3 separate regions of the Mus musculus genome follow, and all the other regions are linked to region 2. A link is a contact called in public Hi-C and promoter capture Hi-C data. All regions are on one chromosome and are shown on one strand. Each heading gives the region's core, a stretch centred on a gene start, on an enhancer-like site or on the middle of the called end of the contact. The rest is flanking DNA. Distances are from core to core; before and after follow the strand shown. Region 1 has its middle 45 kb from the start of Gm41463. Region 2 holds the start of Col8a1 (collagen, type VIII, alpha 1). Region 3 has its middle 4.0 kb from the start of Gm41463.

Region 1 (3,908 bases), core at 917-3,416, 440 kb after region 2:
TTCATTAAGGCACCTCAGAAAGCCAGGGAGTGTCAGATCCCCAGGAACTAAAGTTCCAGGCAGCTGGAAGCCACCTGATTGTGTCAGTGCTGGGAAGTGAACCTGGGTCCTCTGCAAGACATGTAAGCCCTGCCAGCTACTAAAGCATCTCTCCAACCCCGAATTTTAATTTTAACAGCCACCAGGGCCCTCCCCTCACTACCTCTTTCTGAAACTGTCCTCATTTCCCATGGGTTTTAAGCTACACTAAGCTACCAAGGAGTCAAATTCATAAATAGATAAAACGTATTCATTTCTCTGACCATTAGCCCCACATCCTCTATTGTCCAAGTCTCCCTAGGCCATTAGCATCATCCTGAAGCATATGGATGGAGAAGGTCATGGAGGATGCCATCCTTTCTTCCTCATGCCTTTTCTGAATCCCTTCCACTTAGGAAAAAGAGAGAAGTGGAGAGCTGTGGGTAGATGAGGGGCCTTCTCTGTGAGATGATGTCTGCTGTGTGCCTCTCTAGAGGACTCAGAAGCAAGTTGTTCACAGAACTTTTATAGTCTTTTAACTACACAGTTTCAGCCCCAGGAGATTCATCCAAACTTGAAATTTTCAAGCCCCATATGTGCCATTCTATAATCTTGTGCCCCACAGCCTCTTGATTCTAGGTTGTCCTGACTACAAGGACTTTGGAGGCATTGTCACATGACAAAGTTCAGCATGAACCTTGCTTCACTCCTGCTCCCTTGCCCAGACCTTCTACCTCTCATTTCCGGAGGCATGGCAGTTTGAAACTGAGAGTTCTACACAACCTCTGCCTTTGGGTTTGTCACACAGATATGTCAGAATCTCTGTGATGCTAATCTAGGATTGCTGGGCTTGGATCCCTTCATTCAAGGAAAGGATTTTCCCAAGAAACTCCCCACCAGGGAAAGAAGGCTCTACTTCTTCCTGCTTAGCCTTAGTTATTCTGGTGTGGTTTAATTTTCTACTCTCATTTACAGATAACCACTGCCAAGTTTAAAGTAAAATGGATGTTTGTTATGTTTTAAAATACTAGACTAGAGAGGTGGATCAACAATGAGAAGGACATACTGTTCCTGCAAAGGACTCAGGTTCAGTTTCCAGCACCCATACCAGCCAGGATGCTTAGTACTACTTAACACTGTTATTCTACTGTCCCTACACCCTTTCTGACCTCTATAGAGACAAGCACATAACTGGTGGATACACAGACAAGCAGGCATATATGCATATATAAAAATAAATTTTGACAAATAATAAAACACAAAAAAATTATAAATAAATAAAAAGTAGTCTGGGTACAAAAACATCCATTAACCAGCCTTATAAACACAGACATCCCAAGTGTCCTTTTAATTTTAGCTCTGAACATTTGTGTCCAACTCTGGGATAATAGATAAATACCTAAAGGGAATTGTTATTTACCTTGTAATTTTGAGCCTGGAACTTCACTTTAATTCATGGGGAAAAAAATTGTCCTTTCTTTATGTAAGGAATCGAGTAACTGCTTCTGGCATTCAGTACTTCTCAGCCCCTCTTGAACTTACTAGATGAAGCAGGCAAGTTTGCCTTGTGTTATTTTGTATTATAAGTGATTAGAACTAAAGAATGTGATAGCTGGAAAAGTATCCGAAATTCAGTTCAACTATCTTCACTGATAAGAATATTAATCTTAACGGATAAAATGGTTTGTCCAACATATGAGTTTATTACCGACAAACATAGTAGCTAGTAGCCGACTCCTCACCTCCTCCTAACTTCTGAGATACGAATTTGGTCTGATATGTCATAATTCCAAGAACAAATCATCACAACCCCAAAACAAAACTCACGTGAAATGGAAAAGTCTAGCTATGTAAGCTTATTTGATGTTTTGTCTCCTGGTCACCACACACTTAAAGGGATAAGACTATATTGAGTTATGATCAAATAGTCCTATTTGTATTTTATATCAAGTTGTGAAACAAGGCCAGGTGTTCTCAGCACTTGGGCAAGCTCAATATTCTTGTCTAGTCATGTTTTGAAATTAACACTGTGTTTGGAATGTACTTGACAATGACATTGATCAAAATGCTTACATTCAGAAGAGATAACAAGTTTGGCTTAAGACAACAAGAGGCTGATTTTCGGACAGTGTGTTCTGCAGCTGTTTCCTGTATCTGTAACAACCTTGTCACAGCTTAACCGCTCTCAGAAATGAGGTCAGGAAATAACCTGGGAGTACATGTCTGTGATGAGTTTTCTAGTGTTCTGGGCAATTTTACTCTCTGCCTTTACTAAAAAAACCTAGCAGAAGCCATTGCAGCATGCCTAAGATCAAGGAATAAATGAAGCTATATCGTTATACCATGTCTTCCACAGACTTCAAGAAATGGAGCTAACTTTGCCAAAACATTTACAGCAAGTATACTTTTCTTAGGAAAATTGAGGTGTGCATATCTTTCTGGAATGTCTTTGGAAATATTTATGGGAGGGTAAGCATGACACCAGGGAATAAGGAACATGGCCCAAGAAAACTAATCTAGTTTCATAATATGGACATTCCAAAAGCAGAGACATGGAGAAGCAAGGGAACTGTATATATGGCCTGGAAGATTTATGTAGTGTTTATATATGTAGTGATACAGCTCCGCAGCCTACCTCCCTACTTGCACTGATTCATATAACTAATCTTTATTGAGCTCATAACTGCTGCCAATAGTGGGAATATGAGAATATTATACAAGACATGGTTTCTAACATTCAGGAATTTATCATCTCTTTGGGAAATAAATTGAGTACACCAATCACTACAATACAGAACGACATTAATAGTACTTCCTTGAACTTGCCTTATGTCTCAACTTAGGCCTTTATTTAGAACTGCCTGGACATGATAATGGCCTGTCCTGCTAGAGGAGCATTGTCACCGTATATAGATGATCTTTGAGATCTTTGCAATAGCCTGGTAAAAGAGAAATTTGTAATCAAGGGGATTGCCTCGTCAGCTATAAAGTTTCATGATTTATGGAGGGGGCAAGGCCAAAACCTTCTGTTTATAAAGTTATTTGGCAAAAGGCCACCAAAACACTACAAGATAGGCAGGGTCTATAAAATTATCCTACTTCACAGTTAATGGAAGTGAGCTTGGGAAGCTTTTGTCTATTTCTGGATGTAAACAAAGAAAAGTTAGGCCCTGGCCTTCCAGTGCTTCCTGTTCTTCCTATGACCATGGGCTATTCCCTTTCTCCTGGGTAAGAAATGATCTGTACATGTGCTCCCTGTTAAAAAAATAAAGATCCGGGCTGGTGAGATGGCTCAGTGGGTAAGAGCACCCAACTGTTCTTCTGAAGGTCCAGAGTTCAAATCCCAGCAACCACATGGTGGCTCACAACCATCTGTAATGAAATCTGACGCCCTCTTCTGGTGTGTCTGAAGACAGCTACAGTGTACTTACATGTAATAAATAAATCTTAAAAAAAAAGATAAAGATCATGTGAGTGCCATGTGCACAGATAGAAAACAAATGAAGAAATTTTACTTGAAGATTTTTCTTTTATTAACTATATCTTTGCTAAGTTTTGGAGGATTTTTGCTGTTTGTTTTTATTCTTTTGGGTTTGTTGTTGTTTGTTTGTTTGTTTTTGCTTGCTTGCTTGTTTTTTGCTAACTTGCTTGCACCCCACATTTAGATTATCATTGTGACCCATGTTGAAGATCCTGTTTTAAGCTGAAAACTTCTGAAGAGCTTGTTAATGTGTGCTGTGAACTGGGGCCTATTACTCTGAATGTCTTTGGGCAATAAACATTTGATTTTAAGCTACTGGGAATGTGCCCATCTTAAAGTTTTAAGACTCAACATTGTGCTAAGTGAAATAAGCCAGGCAGAGAAAAACAAATACCATATGTTCCAATCA
Region 2 (3,602 bases), core at 945-3,444:
TTTTTCTAAACTCATAAGAAGAAAAGTACCATTGTGCCTGGTACATACCTTAGGGAAAGACTCCTTTGACTGGTAATGCCCCCTGGGAAGGTTAGATCATGAACAGTCTGAGATGATCTCACCCACTTAGTTAAGGGGGTTGAACCTCATGACACATATACTGTTAAACTGTTCATAGCTGCTCCGTTCAGACAGTCAGGGAGAGCAGAAGCAAACCTTCAGAGAACAATTATAAGTCTCAAATTTAGCTTGAACAGAGTTCTATAATGTAAGCTTTTGGCCCTTAGGGCTGATAACTTTGACAGAGGAGGTTTTTGGAGGAAATTATAATCTTTTCTCACTGATGGGGCTGAGCAGGACTCAAGTATTACCTTAAAGGAGGAATTAACTTGAATGAACCCAACATTTGGGTTGGCCTTGTTTCATACCTGCACCTTCCATGGCTCATTACTCTTGTTAGCTAGAGAGCCAGCAGACTGCACTGTGGATGGAGATAAGGGGATTTGAAGATGCACAGGTCACATATTATATTGGCCAATAGTAATTTTATATCATTTTCTGAAAGGAAACCACATTCTCTGCAGTATTTTTCCACTGGGGGGAAAAACTGCAACGTGGGGGAAATGGTTCATAAGTAACTTGAATAATTTTATGCTAGCCCTTTCATGCTAAACAGTGTTTAATATTTTTACATTTCTTTTGATATATAAAAGATAAAGAGAATTTGGAAAAGCCCAAGCCACTTGTCTAAGTGTGTGATTTATTTCAGTTTTAGACCTACAGTGAAATTTCCCATTTGAAACAGCACACAACCAACAGGCATGAAGATGTGAATGGCTCTCTCCCCTTAAGAACCTTAAGGACTAAAGCGCTGCTTTGGTTTCTTGACTGGCAGCCTGGGCTTGTCTCCTCCAAGAGCAGCTTCTGCAGTTGCCCAGATGGAACATTTGAAGAGGGCTTTTCTCCCACATGAGAGCCTTTCATCCCACAAAACCCACAGAATATGGTAGCAAACTTGATGGCACAAGAGTCTGATTTTTATTTATTTTTCCAAAGTAGCTGTCAGGTTTGCTTCTCCTCACACAGGTGCACAGCACTCTGGAGAAGAAGAACAGATCAACCCCCAACCCACCTACCACAACCACTTCCCCAAACCACCCCTACACACATCCAAGGTCTCTTCCCCACTGCAGAGCTCTGGGGGAGTCAGTCAATAACCAGGCACTCGCTTGAGGAGGGCAGAGGGGACGGTGAGGATGAAAACCTTCCATCTGAAGTCTTTCTGGCTGATCTCGCTATACATCAGTCAGTTGTACACAGAAGAATTGTGCAATCTGACCGGCGTGCTTTCTGAGAAACATATTGAAACACTTCGTGTTTGAGGTGTGTATAGGCATCACAGAGTTCTCATACACTCTCAGTCTCCACACAAGACTCCTTTTAGGCTGTACTGGAAAGGTAGCCCAGCAGTGGCTCATCCTGCCCCAGCTTGTAAACTGGGATTTGTACTTTCCTATCTTCCAGTCACCTGATTACTGTCCCCGGGCAAAGGGCACTCGTTCACATCATTTTTTCCGAGCAGTTAAACCTGGAAAGATACTTCTTAAAGGACTCACAGAAGTTGTCTTGGGGGTTTGGAAAACATCACAAAATCAGCAGCCGACCTTTTGACTGTGCTATTTTTAGAGAAGTAATTGTGCTCCTTTAAAGTGCATTTTTTTTTGACAATGGGACAGATTCCCCTGCCCTTACTGATATGTGAACTATTTACAATTAAAAACACAAGCATAATACCGCAAACAGATACATTTAACCTCAGAAGCAGTCAGACAGACGGGGCACGCGGGGAGGGGGGGCAGTGTGACTTAAAAAGAGAAAAGATTTTTGTAATAGAAATGCTGTTGTTTCTGCCAAAAAGGAATTTTTATTTTACTGTTCAAACAGAAGTTTGTTTTCAAACCAGTTGCTAGTTAAGAAGCTCACTGTTCATTACAGCATCCTTATGAATCAACTCTAAGTAAAAGGCGTTGACCAGCAGGGACTCACTCCAGGCAGCAACCCCCTGCAAGTCAGCAGCCCTGACAAGGGTTATCTTACCTTGAGCACGTCAGATCTGGGAGACAGGGACTCGGGCTCCCACGGAGAGGACCGTGGAAGGGCTCTGATCCTCTGTGCTCTGCGGGTAACTTGCACTTGGCTTTTATGGACAGGTGGGCGGAGCTGTTCCTCACAGTAGGTGGGCAGGGATTGAGCGGGGGCGGCGGGCGGGCTGCCCCCGTGGAGCTGGACACTTGTCTGGGGAGGGGCAGAAAGGGTAGAGCCCGAGTTTTTAGGAGTGGGGAGAGCCAGGGACTTTGGAGGGCGGCGGAGTAAATAGACAGGAGTGGAGACGAATGAGGGAGAGTAGAGAAAGGCAGAGACCACAGAAGGGAAAGGTTGGGGAAGAAATGAATGGGGCTTGGGGACGGGAAGCTAAAGTAAAGGTAGGGGAAGAGAGAGAGATAGGGATTTGATTCTGGAAGATGAAATGGGTACTGGATTATTTTTCGGTTTTGTGTGACATTTTTGGCAGCGAGAGGAACCTGGGCGACTGTCAATAACAAAGGTGTTTTCTCTGTGATCGAAAAGCCAAGTAACCGCCCAAGAGAACTGACGGGTTTGGAAGCGAGGTAGAGGCGAGGAAGATGGGCTTCTGGAAAAGGGTGGAGGACAAGCCCGGTGAGCCCAGACAGTGGTGGGAGGGGATCGTCCCAGGGAGCCCCAGGCGCCCTGCCTCTGGGAGCTGACTGCTGCAGCCTGGCCCACCCCACCTCACTCCTGCCAGCCTCCTTCCACAGACAGTTCTAAGCGTGCAACATCCAGGCAGCTCCAGAGGCTGGAGCAGCTGTGAGGTCCATCTGCGGAGACAGCTCCGCACCAGCTCGTCCCTTCAGCATCAACATCTGCTTATGTAACACAGGATGCTAGGGCTCGCTGTCCTCTGGTTATTTTCGGTATTAAAAAAAAAATCTCTCCTAGCTAGCAACTGAAAAATGTTCGGTGTCATAGCTCTCTCCACTTGTCGTAGGCATAGAGAGGATTTAACCAACAAGTGCGAAGGGTCATGCTGAAGTTATTAAAAAATGTATTCAGAGAAAGAAAAATAAGGTCCTTTCGCTGCTGAGCGGTGACTCACTTCCCAGCCCAAGCTACAGTTTTGCCACCAAAGAAATCAAAGCATTTGAAAGGAGGACTTGAGACTCAGAGATGGGAAATGGGAGTCGGATAGATGCCTTGGAGAAGAGGGAATGACCTTGCTCACCGAGTACACACACACACACACACACACACACACACACACACACACACACACACGATCTTAAGCCATGCTGTGCTGTTTTCTGTCTTGTTTTCTAGCTAGCTCAAGCTGGCAACAGGCTAAGCTAGGCAGTTTAAAAACTCCTGCACTCCTTAGTGTGCCTGGAGAGTGTGCATTGTTCTGAGGACCCGCGCAGGGGCTTGAAAACTGTTCAGTAGTATCCCTCAGCCTCTCCTCCACAGGATGCCAGAGGACCACTAGCCCAGCAGTCTCCTTCTGCTAGGTGTGGAAAAAAAATGGCCTT
Region 3 (3,919 bases), core at 213-2,712, 400 kb after region 2:
TGTTGTTCACTTCTTTTTGTCTCTTTTCCTGAAAGTCTTTAATGTGGCTGGGACAGCTATTTTGAAGTCCTTGGTTGTCCTCTGTATTGTGTGGTTGTCCCCTTGTACTCTGTGGACATTGTGTTTCCCACAAACAAAATCTACCATAGTTCAAAATCATTTTCACACTCCATGTCTCAAGTTAATGACCTAGCTTTATCTTTCTCAGAGTTGTCAAAGTTTAGAAAAATATTTACAGAGTCCTTTATGATTCTGACTCACCATCTATGTAAAATCTGGCTTTGACTCATATGATCCAAAGGAGCCTCTTGCCCCTTGGTCTTCTGTTTCTTTAAGTGTGTATCTGTTTGCAACCTACACTCAGCTTTGGAGTTGTCCCTGAATGCTACCCTCCACACCAACGAAATTGTATAATTTCTTCTAAAACAGTCTGTCCTTCCTCGTTTCTTAAACTTTTGTTAAATTATTCCTAAATTATTTGTTTTCCAAACAATTTTATATGAGTAAATTTTATTCATGAATATCATATCAATCTTATTAAAATTCAACCCTGTTCATCACATTCTCACTCTAAAAATGACAGAGATTTCCCAGGATCTATAAAATGTATAAATTTACTAGCCACATTTCCAGTCACTAACTACTACATATGTAATATCTCTATTTCTATCTGTCTGTCTGTCTGTTTGGCTGGCTATCTATCTATCTATCTATCTATCTATCTATCGATATATAACACATAGAGATTATATATATACATATACATATATATATATATGATACATGTTATACATATATTTCCTGATTTCACAGATTTTTTCACTATATTGAAATTCTGTGTCAAATAAACTGAATATTAAGTTTTAGTTTATTGTCCCTTTTCAGAATTTAGGCCAGTCTGTTGCTTATGCAAAGAGGGAATATCTTCTGTCTTAATAGTTAAAGATATTTCCTCCATTTTGCTCATTTCCTGTAAGATCCCCTTAACTTTTATCTGCAATAATTTATTACCAATGTGCATTAGAATCATTTTCACTCACATTTACCTCTCCTGCTAGATTCCAACCTCTAGTAGCATTCAGATTTCCTTCATTTACACTTTCTTGTGTTTGTAAGCTCTCAATAGATGTATATTATATCTAATTAGGCTAACAAATAAGAAGCCTACATTATATTCAAGATAAGAAATCTCAGAGAAAAAAAACAGATATATTTTTGGAAGTGGTCAGACAAATGCTATCTAGCAGTTAAGATTGTTAAAGCTGAGTGAAACCTGGCAGTGCAGAATCTCTAGACTTGAATGGAATGAAGCTCCCATCCCTGTGTCTAGTTTTTACTCTTAGCTAAGGAATCTGACTCACTGGTAAACCACGCTATCACACAAACATTTAAAAGTAAGAATAAAGCACAAATACTCCTGTGATAGCATCATCCTTGCTTTGTCCTGCTGCCTAGAAGCTACAAAGAAATATATATCATGACCCTGAAAAAACTATGACACATAAACACAGAGCCTGATGTGTTTCTTAGCAGCTGGAGGGCTTTTTCAAGTAGACTTACTCATGAAAGACTGGAACACTTTAGAGATGATCCAGAAGATGATTAAAGAACTGAAAGCAAAGGCAAGCTGGGAGGGGGGAACTACACAACTTAAGAAACGAAGACCCAAAAGTCATATTGTGCACTCTTTAAATAATCAGAGGGACTTGATTTAATGATTGGTCAACAGCTGCTTCCAAATTTGGGGATGCACAGAATATTTGGCTTAAACCATATTAGTAGGGGCATAATTTTGCTTGGAATAATACCACATGAGCAATAAATACAAAATTAATTTCCTTTCTGCAAAAGATGAATCTCTTCCATATTTGTGGAGTTCATTAGGATGCCACTGGGGCAATGTCTAATGCTAAGTCTCAGGGATTCTTCTCACAGTTCTGTCCTTACAGAACCTTGAGAAATGAGGGTCACCTTTAAGGGAAATTTTACTTCCCTTGGTGGTTTTTTATTTACCCTATCTTCAAGTCGTTTTTAGATATTTTGCATCTGTGAAAAATTTTACTATCACAATGGAAAGCTTACCCTGACAGAGAGGGCTTGCCAGTGCTGTAGGTTAGATTTGCCTTTAAATCATCCAGCCCATCAAAATAGTTCTCTGTATATAATATACTATGGATAAAATATCATTATTGATATTTATACTACATTTTCTTATGACCACTTATCTTTGAACATTGGAATATAATCCAGTTTTGTAAAATTCTGAATTACACACAACAAAATATAAATATATTAAGTGGCTTTTTCTAAGATTCAGGGAACGGATTGAGTAAATAGCTTTATAAAATAAGTGTTAAAAAAAACCCACAAATTCTATTCTGTCCCATCTCTTCTAACAAAAATGACAAAGACAATCTGACTTGACACAGAACTGAAGTGAATGCTCCATTTAAAACATCATGTGCTTTTTTTTTCATGGCATTAAGAAATCTTCAGGAAAATTAATGGAACTGGAAAATATTATATTAAGTGAGGTAACTCCGGCTCAGTAAGACAAACACCACATGTTCCCTCTCACATGCAGATCTTATCCTTGGATTTTTATGTACATGCAATCAAGTGAGAAAGAACATGGAAATAGGTCATGAAACTAGGAAGGGGACCGTGGTAGAGTGAAATGACGTCTGAAGAATGAATGTTGTGATGATCCTAGAATGCATATGACATGAACGTGGGAAGAGAATACTGAGGACAGAAGGCTATAAAGACAGGGGCTGGCTGGGCGGGGTCGGGGGGAGTAGCAAAGCAATGAGGAAAAGGATTGGGCAAAGAAGGATAAAACAAAAAAGGTATTAGAAAAATGTCATAAGAACACCCATTACTGTAGTGGATAACTACAGAGAAACAATATTCTCCAAACCAAAAGGACAGGCACAATATCTGCCCAAGCTCAAGCCAGACAAAATTCCAACATGGAGGAGGGGATATCTATGAACAAAATCCCACCTCTAGCTATTGGTAATTGATCGTAATCATTTTTTAAAGGGTGTGGCAGCTGACAAGTCATCCACTCAATGGGGCAAGAGTTTTGGGTGACACACATTGGACTAGATGTGTTTAGTAGGGAAACAAGGGCTAACCGGAAAGAGTTGGGGGATGGTAACTATGACTAAAACATATTGCACAAAATTCCTAAAGAATTTTGGAAAGGAGACACACACATACAGAGAAAGAGACAGAGACAGGGACAGAGACGACAGACAGAAAGAGAGAGACAGAGAGAAAAGAAAGAGATAGAAACACTCACTGTGCCAGGGCCCACGTGTACAGAGAAAAAGTCACACACACACAAACACACAGAGAGAGACAGAGACAGAGGCAGAGAGAAAAAGACGCTCAAAAGAGGAAGAGAATGGTTAAAAATAGATTCAAATTGATAGAAATACAACATAATCCTAAATGATCTGCATTATGTAGTGCACAGTACTAGAATCACAGTGGCCGGCTCCATCGTGCACTGCAAGGAAATACCATAAGATGTCAGAAGTGTGTGAAATCTCTTCCTGGGAGGCAATTCCCTCCTCTGACTGGCAGCAGGGTTCCAGTCTTTTATGTCTTGTGAAATTTTAATTTTCCTGGATCCTTCATTTCAATAGTCTGGTAGCAAAAGAAAGGGGTACCACTTTTTCTTTAAAATGCCTGCTCTCCTGCCAGGCTAGTAAAACTGCCATCTATAAAGAACAGGGATTTTAAAAAATTTTAATATACCAACATAAAAGCAGTCCAGTAGGAAATGTACAATTTTATTATGTCATTCATTCATTCATTTATTCATTCATTTTGGGGTACCTGTGCCAGGGCCCACATGTGAAGACCAGATGGCATCTTATAGGAATCTATTCTCTCCTTCTGTTGTGTC

Evidence for each region. Promoter capture Hi-C pulls out the DNA fragments that hold promoters and counts their contacts. Hi-C and Micro-C count contacts between places; a contact is called where the count stands out from the background.
Region 1: a promoter capture Hi-C map of the HPC-7 cell line shows a contact between it and region 2. The contact joins the enhancer-like site here to the promoter of Col8a1 in region 2. A contact is called at or near these places in 10 of 39 promoter capture datasets (the 3T3-L1 cell line, 3T3-L1-derived adipocytes, the HPC-7 cell line and 6 more).
Region 3: a Hi-C map of adipose-derived mesenchymal stem cells shows a contact between it and region 2, with 2.1 times the contacts expected there. The contact joins the enhancer-like site here to the promoter of Col8a1 in region 2. A contact is called at or near these places in 13 of 39 promoter capture datasets (the 3T3-L1 cell line, 3T3-L1-derived adipocytes, the HPC-7 cell line and 8 more), 6 of 484 Hi-C or Micro-C datasets (adipose-derived mesenchymal stem cells, embryonic fibroblasts, uterus and 1 more), 1 of 115 datasets of contacts at active chromatin or transcription factors (embryonic fibroblasts) and 3 of 9 other capture datasets (adipose tissue, embryonic stem cells and pancreatic islet).

The regions. Positions count from the first base shown.
Region 1 is chr16:58,192,190-58,196,097 of GRCm38.p6, forward strand. No RefSeq gene overlaps it. Among named protein-coding and RNA genes, the nearest start is that of Gm41463, 45 kb to the left of the region's middle. Within about 2 kb of position 2,167, at least 5 of the 459 cell types and tissues checked have an H3K27ac peak or open chromatin away from gene starts, as enhancers often do. A contact at or near this core is called in the HPC-7 cell line, where this site is marked.
Region 2 is chr16:57,752,543-57,756,144 of GRCm38.p6, forward strand. It overlaps Col8a1 (collagen, type VIII, alpha 1), which reads right to left and starts at 2,195. Exons shown (of 4, transcript NM_007739.2): 1 at 2,098-2,195.
Region 3 is chr16:58,150,704-58,154,622 of GRCm38.p6, forward strand. No RefSeq gene overlaps it. Among named protein-coding and RNA genes, the nearest start is that of Gm41463, 4.0 kb to the left of the region's middle. Within about 2 kb of position 1,463, at least 3 of the 459 cell types and tissues checked have an H3K27ac peak or open chromatin away from gene starts, as enhancers often do. A contact at or near this core is called in adipose-derived mesenchymal stem cells, where this site is marked.